Linked DNA regions of Zea mays: all the other regions are linked to region 2. A link is a contact called in public Hi-C data. All regions are on one chromosome and are shown on one strand. Each heading gives the region's core, a stretch centred on a gene start, on an enhancer-like site or on the middle of the called end of the contact. The rest is flanking DNA. Distances are from core to core; before and after follow the strand shown.

Region 1 (4,802 bases), core at 306-2,805, 400 kb after region 2:
TGTGCATCGTGTGATGAAAAACTAGTAATAACAGATTTATCAAACACATGTTTAGCCTCGTATAATCCTCTTGTATGCCCCTAAGATTTGTTGCATCTATCCCCACTGTTCCTCTACGTAAGATCGAAGAGATTGGATGTCATCGTATTTACTTACAGCGCTGGGTCTGATTGTAGCAGGACGAAGATTCACCAGGGTTATATTCTCTCTGTCGGATGAGCTTCTGGCTTCAGTCGACCTTGAAATCAGTCAAGAACAACTCTTCGAGTTATGTCTGCATCTTTTTCCTGGCGTTTTCCAGCCTATGATATTTTTCAACCTACAGGTCATTCGTAGTCGGCTTGATGTTGCTAGAGAAAATATCGGTGTTTCCTTTGAACCGACCATATGACACCGATCTGGTAAATCCAATCTCAGTTTTCCTAGCGGAGTCATCAAAAACTGTGTTGACGCAGATCTGGGCGCCAATCACTGGAGTTGTTCAGCTCGGCAAGCTAGGGCCGTCAATCTCTGCGGCGGCGCGGACGGTCCGCGGCCTAGGGCCAGATGGTCCGCGACCTAGACAACAGGAGCTGGGTTCCCTGCGCCGAGCCAGATGGTCCGCGCAAGCGTAGGGCGGCAACGTTCTCTATCGACACCTGGATCTCGCCCCTGGTAAGGGACTTCGTCAGGGAGGGAGATCATAGGGTTTGTCTTGGGATCGACATGACACCCAAGACGTCTCTAGACGACGTATAGTCGCGGTGAAGATTGAGATGAAGAAAGCTATGCTACTGGCTATTCATAGGACAAAAAAGTAAAGTACAGATTGATTGCTTTAATTAATGGTGTGGACAATCGACCATACCACATAAATAAAAATGTCATGTAAGCAGACTTAGAGTTTATTATTGTAATTGCTCTTACTCCCAAGTCCCAACCAAACATAGTAGTAAGAAAAAGTATCGTCACATCGCGTTTCCCTATCGGTCGAAGTAGCTTTCAAATCTTTAGATGTGTGGATAAAAAAACGGCTGGTGATCAAAGCCATCGGTACCTATCAAACCTATCACCAACCCTATCGTGAATGAGTGCCATCTTCCTCACGCCACGCTTCTCGAATCTCGAGAGACATCTCCTCCACAACGATAATGTCGCCGCTTCGGTCCTGTAAAACAGCTCGCAAGAAAAATGCAGAAATCAATCGAGCATCATCCAGCTTGCCAAGCTGCCATGCTGTCTAACTGACAGAAGGACCCCACCATCTTGCTCCACTCCGTACTACTGTACGTAGTATTCATCGCCGAAGCCGTGGGCGGTGGGCCAGCGCCCACAGCGTCAAGCGTCACGCCGTCACTTGCGAGTCTCCTGCCTAAAGACACACCAACCAATCAGAGCCAACATAGCACACTGACGTCAGGGGCCCGCTGGTGTCGGGCCAATTGTCAGTTACTGATAAGCACGCTGTCATTATCGGGGCGTGTGACAGTGGATTCCCAAGGCTTCCCCGTCACAGCGACGTTGTTAAATAGTGGCCACCCATTGCCGCGTTCTCTTCGCTATCCCTTGGTTGCCGCAGCCTCCAAAGCCACTCCCAAACCCCCGCTTCCAGAACCTTCTCGAAGCTCCCCGCCGCCTCCTCCACTCGCACCGATGGCGAAGGAACCAATGCGCGTGCTCGTCACTGGCGCCGCAGGTACGGTGCTGAACCTTCCCTCCTTCCCGATCCGCGTAGTATCCGGTGTCGTCTGGTCCCGGCTCGGATCTGGCCTAGTCCGCCCGAGCCTGAGCCCGAGCTCGATCCGATCCTGTGTGGTTTAGAGTGTGCTTAACTCGCTAGATCTCAGTTTTTATCGCTCGATCTGATGGTGTTTAGGGCGTTTGGGTTGACGTAGTTTTGGCCAGTAGAACTGTAGAAGGGCTCACTGTCACTCTCCTTGTTCAGTCGGTGAAGTTGAACCGATCCGCGGTGCTAGCTGATCTGATCAGTGGTTGGGCTTGATGGGTAGATCCTCGTGGTAGTCACTTGATCCAGTTGACTCGCTAGCTGCACTTAATTAACTGCTTACTCTTTAGATAGTTGATTTTACTGCTGCGATCTCTAGTTGAACCTTAAGGGCTCCGGGATAGCAGCAGGTTCGGATCCGGTGGTTTTGGAGTCAACGGCGTTTTGGAGCGAGTGGTTTTGATATATTTCATCCCATCAGACTATCTGGTGGGACTTAAGTTACAGATCTAGGTACTCCACCCATGGAGTTTACGTGCTAAACTTGCATGAATTCTGTCTACACGATCACTGCGTGAGTGATGTAACCTTTTAGCTGTTCAGATAGGTGCCTTAATAATCATGTAATGTAATGGAACTTCCTCAAACATTAAGGATGGTGGTGTAGGCATCCAGGGGTCCAGGCTGCAGTTGTTTGGGGCCCATGCTTGACGCGTTCACTCTTTTCATCTTTTGTAGCATGTCATCTGAGTTCTTGCATTTCTATTATCATAACCACAGGGTTTGGTATGGATTAGCCAAAAGTTAGTTAATATCCTGCTTATTTATGGTAGCATATGTCTGGCATTCAGTTATAAAATTGCACAGCGTGCTTGACACTTTTCTTGTATATTATTGAGCTATTCTTAGGGGGTGTTTGGTTTGCCCCTGCTAAAATTTAGCCCCTATCACATCGAATGTTTGAACCTCCGTTCGGGGTATTAAATGTAGTCGGATTATAAAACTAATTTCTCAGCCGAAGATTAAAAAGTGAGACGAATCTAGTACAGTTGGTTGGGTCAATATTTTATACTCCTATTTGAAAGTCAAACGCTTGATGTGACCCGGGCTAAACTTTAGTCCACAGAACCAAACACCCCCTTATAAGCATCTACTGTGATACAACAATTGTCTACTGCTTGTGTCATATTTGATGGTATTAGAGTTGGTGTACAATGCGTATTTACTAGTTCCATTTTTATATGCTTGTACTGAGTTAAAATATGATGCTTGTTCTTATGGTGATAGTGACCTTCCCTCACCTGTTCCGGTACCTGGGATGATATTTGCTAATTCAATAATTGTCATATTGTTTTAAAGATCTACTCCATATCAGCAGTAAAGGTGTCTCCATGTAGCATAATAGAATGAGGAGCAAGAGTATGTTCTGGCTTTGAGGTTGCCACATGCTATGATAGGATAGGGTGTTGCATTCTTCTTTGCATGGACACGTACGTCATTGTGCAATTCACAAAAGGTGCCATGGATACCATGTGCTTTCATAGCAAACAATTTTGTCATGAAAATCTTAGTCGACGAGTGATTGTCATTGTGACAGAGAGGGTGAATTTGGATCCAAAATCTTACTACTGATTTGCGCCCAACATATGGGTGAGGTTTTTTTTTGGGTTTTATTTTCTTATTTTAAGTTGTAAACCCAATGTCATGTTGTAAGCCTGAGGATGGAGATTAGTCATTCCCAAATTTGAAGCAGCATGACAAAAATTGGTGGAGGATGTTGACGCTACCAACCAATGACCCATCAAAAATTTTCTGGCTAGTTTTACATCCGAAGAATGATCTCACTTTCTGGTGACCACTATGGGTATTGATATATTTGTTTAGTTGGTGGCTCCTTGTTCAGGAAAGTACTGTAGGATGTGCCATTAGGTCTTTAGATGAACCTAGTAGATGCAGTACTACCTTCTAGAACTTCTGGGGTTAAAAACACCGATTCTGGTCATTTTAAGTAGCTTTTCAATTGAATTTCTCATTCCCACAATGTTTTACAATACTATCTGATAAAATTGCTTGCCATACTGGGAATTGAGAGGAACTAGTCTGTGGTTACGTATATTTTAGTTCTCAGAAGTTAGCACTCAACCATACTGATTTGCATCTTTGGTGCTGACTTCCTATTACAATTTCATTCTCTCACTGTTACCACAGTAAAAGGGATTTGTACAAAGGGACATTTTGAACGGATCTTTCTCTAATTTGTGCTCATCTTTAGGTGCGTTGAGCTAATTTGTTTGTTGTTTGATAGGACAAATTGGATATGCCCTGGTTCCCATGATTGCTAGGGGTGTTATGCTTGGTGCAGACCAGCCTGTTATTCTGCACATGCTTGACATTCCGCCAGCAGCTGAAGCCCTTAATGGTGTTAAGATGGAGTTGGTTGATGCTGCGTTTCCTCTTCTGAAGGGTAAGCTGATGTGCTAATTTAGAGAGTATGGCCTCTTCTGTCTTTTATATTTGAATTGTTGTTCTTGCTGGTGTATAAATGTTTGGTAAACTATAGGAGTTGTTGCTACAACTGATGTTGTGGAAGCCTGCACTGGGGTCAATGTGGCCGTCATGGTTGGTGGATTCCCCAGGAAGGAGGGAATGGAAAGGAAAGATGTTATGTCGAAAAATGTTTCAATCTACAAATCCCAAGCATCTGCCCTTGAAGCCCATGCAGCTCCCAACTGCAAGGTATTGGCTACCTTCAACTTTTTTAGTAGCAGACTAGTTATCATGCACTGAATTTGGTCATTTTGGTGCTGATAGTTTTGTCAATCGCTCAATTCCGTCATGTAAGTAGTGGTGGTGCTGTCATCATGCACTCGATTTAGCTCATCTGGGTGGTGAACGGTGACATACATAAATGACCATTATGAAATGGACTTGCCCTTTTTTATGAGTTTTTTTTCCTGTTTTGCATGCTCCACACTATGACACTATGCCCCTGTTTGTTTCGGCTTTTCGTAGCTTCTGGCCACCAAAAGCTGCTGCGGACTGCCAAACACTCAGCTTTTCAGCCAGCTTCTATAAAATTCATTTGGGTAAAAGCCAT
Region 2 (4,566 bases), core at 865-3,364:
GGCGTGCGATTTGATACCAGCATGTCGAAATGGGGGGAAAATCTTTTTTAATTAGAATTGAAAAGCGAGCGTGGAATCTGGCTCACGTGACAAGAGCACGGCAGGTCGGCAGCGCCATGATGCACAGGCAAACAGTAGCGTCACTACAGTGGCACCACTAGACGGACGCCGACAGAAATATTCTGTCCAAAATTCCCAACCAACGCCGCTAAATCTGATGCTAATCTAAGATTTATTCTGTTCCTCTCAGCATCCAGCTCTTCCTCGTACTCACGGCTGTACAGTTTTAAGAGTTGTTTGGTTACTTTAGGGCCCGTTTGGTTGGTTTTAGGGACTAAGATTAGTTTCTCTATTTTAATCACATTTAAGTCATGTTTGGTTCGCTAGCTAAGTTGCCATAGTTTATGTAACTTTTTTTTGCGTAAGGTTAGTTATTCAATTCGGACGACTAATCTTAAGCAAAGTGTGACATATTTAGTCACAAACCAAACAAGCCTTTAGTCTTTAAATTGCCAAATAGTGGGACTAAAATAGAGACTAAACTGCTTTAGTCCCTAGTCCCTCAAAGTGTGACTAAAATGGATTAAACCATAATAATTTCATATTTGCCCTTCATTTATTTCAATTGCACTAGTAGTATGAGAATGTTAAGGGAGCATTTTTAGTGTCTTATGAGTCGTTTAATGTGTTCTTACTACTTATTAGTCTCTATAACCAAACGAGTTATGGACTAAACTTTAGTATGGACTAAGAAAATCAAACATGGCTCGTTTGGTTTGGTTCTTTAGTCTATGGACTAAAGTTTAGTTAAATGACTGAAGTTTGGTCTCTATCCTGTTTGGTTCTTGGGACTAAAAGTATTCAGAACGCATTAAATGATTCATAAGAGGACCAAAATACCCTTTAGCATTCTCCCGCCATTAGTTCAACTAAAATAAAGGAGGGCAAAAGTGGAATTAATATGATTTAGTCACTTTTAGTCACCTCTCGAGAGACTAGAGACAAACTGTTTAGTCTCTATTTTAGTCTCATTGTTTGACAATTTAGTGATTAATTGATACTAAAATAGAGAAACTAATCTTTAGTCTTTCAAACCAAACGAGTCTTAAAGTTTAGTCTCTGCGCTGCTTTGGTTGTAGGGACTAAAGTATCAAGAACACATTAAATGAATCATAAAAAGACCAAAATGCCTTTTAGCATTTTCCCGCAAAAATAGTGCAATTGAAATAAATGAGGGGTGAAAAGTGAAATTAATATGATTTAATTCTTTTTAGTCACTCCCACTGTTTGACAATTTAGTCACTAGAGACTATTTTAGTCTATGTTTTAGTCCCACCGTTTGATAATTTAAAGACTAAAATGAAGAGACTAATAATCTTTACTCCCTGAAACCAAACGAGATCTAAGTTTAAAATTAGGACTAATTTAGGAGTTAAAATACCAGAGTGTTTTAAGGGACTAAAATCCCCCTTTTATTCAAATTGAATAAGTGAAATTTTAGATTCTTCAATCCCTTTAGGTTTTGTGGCTTTCAAATTAGCCTTAAGAGATATGACGAAAGGTAGGATGGATAAGCAGCCGCGGTATACAATCTAAATCCGTTTTTGTCTATTTTTTACTTTCATAAACCGATCCGTGAAAATCTGCTGGGCTCAGATAATTGTAGAGATGGCCAAACGGGCCGCCCGGCCCGGTCCGGCCTGGGCCCGACCCGCCAGGCACGGTTAGAAAACTAGGCCGGACCGTTTAAGCCCACAGGCTCGATTTCTTGGTCGAGCCCGGCCCGCAGTGGGCCTAAACAGGTCGGGCTGTCCCGTTTAGCACGAAAAAGCGGACCGAAAAGCAGCTAAACGGGCCGGTAAACACGTTTTAGTGCAAAAAAACGGATTTAACGGGTTTAGGGTAAATAGGCCGTGCTGTGCTAGCCTACCATGCCTAGTTTTCTGTCTAGGCCGGTCCGAACCCGCATAGAACCGGGCCGTGCCGGGCTCAAACCAGACCCAAACAACGGGCTTTGTGTCGGGCTCGCGTGCCTCGTGCTTATTAAACATCTATAGTTAATTGTCATGTTACTATTAATTATTAATCCCCGCGTCGTCGTCATCCTGCCACTAACTCACCGCAGCCCAGCTTTCATCCAATAGGCCAATACCCACATTCGCTCGCTCTACCCGACTACCCCGCAAGTCGAGGCCTTCCGCTGGCTCTCGCTCGCTCGCTCGCCCCGCGACTGGTTGCCTCTCCGCCCCGACCCTGCCCTGAGACCGGAGACGACCGCGCCCCGCGGTGGCGCTGCGACCCGCGATACGGTGCATTGCTCTGTCCCTCCACCCCTTCCCTCCTCTCGGCCGGCCCGCGACGCAATGCGGGCCGCCGCCTCGGGCGGGGCAGCCTTGCTCGATCTGTTGCCGCCGTTCGCATGGCCCGGCGCTCCCTCGGAGCCGACGGGATTCGCCGGAGGTAGCAGCAGCCGTGGATACGCGCGCTCGCTTGCGCGATTTCAGCCCGGTGCCTGCGCAGCGGTCGCGGTGGATTTTCTATCCCGTGCTGTTGTTGCTTCCGTTCGGTGTTTTTCTCGTCTATTAGGATTCAGTTGGTTTCGTCAGTTTTGGGAGTAGGCTGCGCGTTCAAGTGGTTAGTTTGCGATTTTTCAATCTGTTTCTGCTCTTGCGCCGCACGTATTCCACTTCCATCACGCGTCGCACTGCTGTACCCTGCCGCAGTGGTGCTCGTCGCTGTCGCGCATTTGAACCGCGTCAAATTCAAAGTTTTTTTATGCGTCTGGTTGCCTAATAAAAAAAAGCGTCAAATCCGAATTTTCTTTTCCGTGTATGCTCTGCCGCCTAATCCAAGTTCGTAAGTTTCGGTGCGGGTGAACCGAACTCCAAGCCCGCTTCCTCCAACAAGAACCCCCGAGATCGGAACCCCGCAAAAGGGAGCTTTATTTAAAGGGGTGGTGGTCTTTGCTCTTTGTGTTCTGTCCCCCACTTCACTGCTGCTGCTGTTTCTTTTTCAGCTTTGGGCACTGAAGGTTGGCTTACTTGACAGGAAATTCCCCGTTTAATTGCATATTGGACATGTCTTGTGGCGTTTGATTGGAGAATTTAATTCTTCCCAACGATTTCCGTTCTTCGGAGGCTTCCATCTTGGTTTCAGTTCTGCAGGTTGTGTGTTTGTGGTAGGGTTTCTTGTTTACTGATAGCTTCTGACAGTGATAGGGTTGTTTCTGAGGATTGATGTTCTTTGCAGATCTGTGACTGAGAGGGGAGGAATTCCAGTCAGTCGTTTATGAATCCTGGGGCCTGTGCTTACTAGAGGGAGGGCAAGGCAAGTTAGGATCCGAGATGAGGGGGAGAAATGACTCCGGGAACAGCAAGCCGGTTGTGCTGTGCTGTGTGATGATCGTGTGCCTATGCCTCCTCTTCTTGTATTTCTCGGGCTCCAATGGACAGGCTGGGAGCACCGCATTTGAGTACGGGACCAAATTCTCACGGTCACTTGGATGGGGCAGTGATGATGGTTCTGAAGAGTCCATTTTTGGAACCGGGGATGCAGATGATGTCAAGCCTAAGAGCTTTCTTGTAAGTCCCAACGAGTGATCAGTCCTTTTCTTTTGTGGATTGTCTATTCATGATTGTAAGTGTTTTTTATTGGGTGTTTAGGTGTGTGATGACCGGCACTCTGAGCTGATCCCCTGCTTGGATCGGAACTTGATATATCAAATGAGGCTGAAGCTGGATTTAAACCTGATGGAGCACTATGAGAGGCATTGCCCTCCACCTGAAAGGCGTTTTAATTGCTTGATTCCTCCACCACATGGCTATAAGGTCACTACTGATCTAACTCTTCTCTCAAAGTGTTCTTTTATTCCAATTAGATCTTGCATGAGATATATCTTCGCTTGACTTGAGTTCATAGACTGACTATTTCAAGCTTTCAACCAGTCTTTTTAATGTAATATTTGCAGCAACTGCAATACTGCATCTTGTATATAGTAGTATGTGCTTCATTCGATCAATAATACAAGCTCTTTTGCAAGTTGACTAAGATAATTTTGCCTTAGTTGTCTCAAGACATGGTTATAAGTTTTCCCTGTGCTTTTCTGTTTTATTCATATTTTTTTCTTGTTAATAACACGTGCCCTGACAGACTGACCTTCCTATCTGAAATTAGTTCTGTTTGATTGCATCCTTGCTGAGCTGTATCCGACCCACAATTTTTTTTCCAGGTCCCTATAAAATGGCCAAAAAGTCGTGATGTAGTATGGAAAGCAAACATTCCACACACTCACCTTGCAAAAGAGAAGTCAGACCAGAACTGGATGGTTGAAGCTGGTGAAAAAATCAAGTTTCCAGGTGGTGGGACCCATTTTCACCATGGAGCTGACAAATACATATCAAATATTGCAAATGTAAGCCTTTTGTCTTGACTCCTTTGTAAGTTTCCCTGAAATTCTTTTATCTGACCATCTCTACTATTTGGCAGATGCTAAATTTCAAAGATAACAATATAAACAATGAGGGGATGCTTCGTACAGTTCTTGATGTTGGTTGTGGAGTTGCTAGT
Region 3 (4,547 bases), core at 1,893-4,392, 340 kb before region 2:
AGAATACGAGCTGTTAATTACATGATCACATTAACGACAATGAACACACACAAAAGTAGAACTATAATAAAAGAAATAGTTAACTTCATATACTCACCACGGTCCTCCTGAAATGAAGTGACAACCGGAATTACAGTACGAACCTATTAAAGGGAGAAAACTGCAAAATCAGCGCAAAAAAGAATGTTCAATAGGTGCAAACATTAAACAAATAAGTACCACAAACCTTGGATTTCTTAATATCTTCAATGCCTCCCAAGTAATCATAGATCTTTTCTGAATATGGGTTAAACAACTGAAGTTTGGAAAAGAAATATATTAAATCAACTACAACATATGAAACAAACAACCAATGTTCTTGTATTATTACTTACTTCCCCTGGGAGAATCATGTATAGTTTTGACTCATAATGAAGCTAAGGATGCCTTGATTTTACATATTCTTGGTAAACATGAAATGAAGGGAAATGGCCAGGTAGATGTTGAAAGGGGTACTACCAAGACTAAGACTAAAAGATCATATTGCTTGAAAGTGACTAACTTCATTATGTCTCAAAAGGTAATAGTATATGTTCAAGCTAGAAAGCCATTACATATAGAACAATGCAACCTAAATTTTCCCATAGCACTTTTTTTGCTTCAGTCAATCCATAATCGACGTCATATATACAGGATAAAATGTAAATTTCTAAATTCTCTTGTCATGAACCACCAGAAATCAACTCTTTGCTAGTGTATTTTTATATGCTCAAAATGGCCCTATGAAAATATGACTCATTAATTCATTTTTTTAAAAGTGGAGCTGTTATACAGCCACACTAATGAAAGGTAACAGAACCATGATTGGAATTGAATCAACATGTCAATTCGTATGGACAACCAAGAAAAGGTTTGAAAGTCTTGTTATTAGTCATGTAAAAATATAACTTAGAACCATCCCAATCTTTTTAAAAGCAATTACATGCAACACACCACTCATTTTCATAATTATGCCATGTCAATTCTTCACGAAACCGTTTCAATCGATGAGTGCAAGATCACCCTGCGTGAAAATATAATCTAGGAACAAAACAGTCATGAGATGAAACAGAGATCACTTGCAATCAAAAAATACAAATTGATCCATACAATGCTATGGAAGTTATAATACCTTTCGGAACTATTGCAGTTGACATCGATTTTTTGGCTTGTTATGAGACAAACACACAAGTAGAGATTCATCTATTGACAGTGTATTATCTCCTTGGGGGATAGGAAGTACAATATTTTTCTCTTGAGATTCCATCCTCGCTAGACAAAAACCTACAATCATTATTACTAATACCTCTTTGCTTGGAGAGAAAATTGAGCAAACATAAATTGGAAAGACAGTTATAGGACATATTGTGGGCAGCATGGCTGATTCATCTTTTTTATACCTTAAATTCTTGGCATCAGAATCATCTCTTTTGGGATAAAAAGTATGAGCTCCTAATACCGAAAAAGGGCATATCTAAACTCTTACATTCAAAATCCACAATGCAAATATCTGCAGCTTTTATTTAAATACCCAAATGGAGAATAACTACATCTAATAGTATCTCTATCCAATGTTTGCATAGAACAGTTTCACGCGCAACATTTCCACTAAATCAATAAAATAGCATGTGCATTGAGAAAAAAGGACCAAAGTTATTGGTAGTGCCATGATCACAAATGGATTCAGATTAGCAAAAATATGCACAGCTCAAAATTCAAAACCCATTAGTAGCAGACACAACAGTGATATCACAAGGGTTTAATTTCTGTACAGTACAGATCAACATCAGGTCTCTAAAGTAAACTAAATTACACAAGCATGCGTGAGTTCCTGAAACGATCAGAAAAGGCAAATTTAAAGTCACCAAACCTCAGAGCTCGCTATGCTGCGTAGAAGTCCTTGAAACACCAGCGAAGAGATCTTTGGCAATGACAAGCAAACCCTTTAAGTCCTTAGCTCCCACTTCCAGGCAATCCTTCAGCAATTCCCCTTCCTCCACCTCCCACTTAATATCCATGAACACCTCTCTCAATGGCCCCTAAACCGCAACAAATGTCACAAATCGACAGAGCAATGTGTGAATCAGAGGCACCACGAGTGAATAGGTCAGTTACCTCTTCGGAGAAGGCGAGTAGAAGCCCGTTCAGAAGCTGCGTGGCGACGTCGCAGATGTCGTCGTAGTGTAGGCGCATCCACTGCGCAGCGTCAGTGGCGGAACGTAAGCGCGAGGCCTGCGCGACAGCGGCGATGAGACGAGAGGCGGCGACTGCGCAGGAGAGGCCGCATCCGATGGCCGAGGAGAAGGCGTAGTGGCGGAGGTAGTCCCAGCCGAGTCCCCACGCACCACGGGACGACAGGAGGGAAGCGATTCGCCGTACACGTGCGGCCGCCGCGGCGTCCCCACGAGCAACACGTGTGATGGCGGCGCAGGAGAGGAGCGAATGGGAGAGGGAGACGAGGGTTGCTGCGTGGCGGAGCGGAACGCGGAGCGCCGAAGTACGTGGGGTTAGAGTAGAGAAAAGTAGGACGAGGACGAAGAGAGGGAGATGGGGTCGCGATGCTCGCCGGCGGCGAATGGCTCCGGCTACGGTCATTGGAGGAGGCCGGTGGAGATCGAATGATTTACTGTATGTGATTATTACTTTGGCGATGCGCACGGGATTCACGCGAGGATGGGGGTGGCCGGTTGGCTGCTGGCGGCGATGCGCACGGGGAGGGAGGCCGGTTGGCGGATCAGATGGCGGAGGCGCGGGGCGCAACGACGGACGGTCGAAATTGGTATAGATGGACGATCGAGATTCGCGCGAGGCAGAACTAGATGTAGGCAGACTATCCCTTACAACCTTAATATAGTAGTCTAGATTAACATAACATGTAGCAACGTGTAATTTGCTAGTTACAGTAGGAATTAAAAAAAGTGTATATATGGATCTACTCGGAAAGACTAAAGGAGTGTTTGGTTTCTAGGGACTAATGTTTAGTCCCTTCATTTTATTCCTTTTTAGTATATAAATTGCTAAATATAGAAACTAATTATTTTAGTTTCTATATTTGGCAATTTTGGAACTAAATTGGAATAAAATCTAGGGACTAAACATTAGTCCCTAAAAACCAAACACCTCCTAATTATTTTGCTCAATTCTAGCTATAGCTTTACCCCAAACCGAAAGTGGCATCCGAAAGATCAATTTATTTTGCACTCCGCTGTTATATCGACGTGCACCACCGTCTTGCCGTCGCTCATTTCCTCCTCGCTCGGCTGCTTGCCTAGGGTTTCACCTGCTACCGCCCCACCTCCAGCCGTCGCTTCAGATCCCGCCGCTGCCGGCGCTCGATCCTACTTCGTTGCTCCTAGCTGATCCCGCTGAGCTCGGATTTGGGCCCTTCCTCCCCGCCGGAACAGCGTCCGGACGCGCGGGGGCAGATCTGGGTTTTGGTGGCCCGCTTGGTGTATGAGAAGGCCTCCAGAGCTTGGAAGTAATGGAGGTGGAGCCGGCGAGGAGGGACGCGGCAGCGCTGGACCCGGAGCTGCTGCAGCTGGCGGAGCTCGCGCCGGGCGCGCTTCGTGAGAACTCCATAGCTGATGCGCTGTATTCGCAGTGGCTCGTGCTACCCGAGACGACCAAGCTGGTATCCTTTTACGCGTCCTGTCGCCTTCCTCGCTTGCTTGCTGCTTTGGTTTGTGCTTAAATTTCCCTGGACTCTGATGTTAGGCTCAGACAAGTTGGAAACATCTTTCGAACGTTTCGTTTGGTGTCCTTTGCGCTGCGGCGCCTACTGGTTAGGTCATTATTTCGTATCGCATTTACCAGCTTGTGACTTAGATGAAGTATGATGATGGACTTTAGTAGATCAAAGTGCAGGGTTCATTTAGTGGTTTGGTTTGTCTTTATTCGTACTTATGTTTCTTTGTCTATGATCTTGTTCTTGGAAGCTCGGCAATGTAAATTTCATTGTAACTGGGCTGACTGGTATATTTCAGTATAATACCACATGAGGCTAAATGTCACTACCAGACTAAAAGCAACTTATTGCCGGGAGTGATCTTAGCCTTATTGAATTACTTTATTGTTATCTACACTACCATTGTTTTTTAAATTTTGGTCATTTGGTGACATGAGCATGTATCATATTTGCAGGAGATATGTGCCATATCAGTGACCTGATTAGTGTCGCCTAAGCTGTGTTTCACGTCAACAATGATATAGGAACTAGCCTGGTGCATGCGAATCTTGTCTTAGTCTGAATTCTTATTTTTATTGCTGTCAGAACTGTCCTTGCATAAATCAGGGCATGTGCCAAACTCTAAACTGAGGCCTTTCTATATAGAACAATAAACCTATGATTTCAGATGACATGTGATTATATTTTATAATAAACCTATCTTATGTTTCCATTTTAGATTGAATTAGATCGTTTATTCTTTATTATTTATCAATTGATGCACAAATACACAAAAGATGGAAATACGAAGAATAAGAGATGTATGACAAACCACAAAAAACAAAACAGTTCACTGATCTCTATA

What was found. A called contact is a pair of places that touch in the nucleus more often than the background predicts.
Region 1: a contact with region 2 is called in a Hi-C map of leaf, with 6 times the contacts expected there. The contact joins the promoter of LOC542598 here to the promoter of LOC103643455 in region 2. A contact is called at or near these places in 4 of 25 Hi-C or Micro-C datasets (ear, leaf, leaf mesophyll and 1 more).
Region 3: a Hi-C map of leaf shows a contact between it and region 2, with 2.2 times the contacts expected there. The contact joins the promoter of LOC103643458 here to the promoter of LOC103643455 in region 2. A contact is called at or near these places in 6 of 25 Hi-C or Micro-C datasets (endosperm, leaf, tassel and 1 more).

Annotation. Positions count from the first base shown.
Region 1 is chr1:237,025,428-237,030,229 of Zm-B73-REFERENCE-NAM-5.0, reverse strand. LOC542598 (malate dehydrogenase 5) reads left to right here and starts at 1,555. Exons shown (of 7, transcript NM_001112133.2): 1 at 1,555-1,675; 2 at 4,011-4,169; 3 at 4,266-4,441. The coding sequence starts at 1,633.
Region 2 is chr1:237,421,820-237,426,385 of Zm-B73-REFERENCE-NAM-5.0, reverse strand. LOC103643455 (probable methyltransferase PMT1) reads left to right here and starts at 2,114. Exons shown (of 8, transcript XM_008666650.3): 1 at 2,114-2,309; 2 at 3,250-3,581; 3 at 3,663-3,827; 4 at 4,229-4,411; 5 at 4,486-4,566. The coding sequence starts at 3,345.
Region 3 is chr1:237,761,676-237,766,222 of Zm-B73-REFERENCE-NAM-5.0, reverse strand. It overlaps LOC103643458 (serine/threonine protein phosphatase 2A regulatory subunit B''beta), which reads left to right and starts at 3,142. Exons shown (of 13, transcript XM_008666659.4): 1 at 3,142-3,649. The coding sequence starts at 3,500. It overlaps LOC103643459, which reads right to left and starts at 2,613. Exons shown (of 2, transcript XM_008666660.2): 1 at 2,134-2,613; 2 at 1,880-2,057. The coding sequence starts at 2,613. The coding sequence ends at 1,890.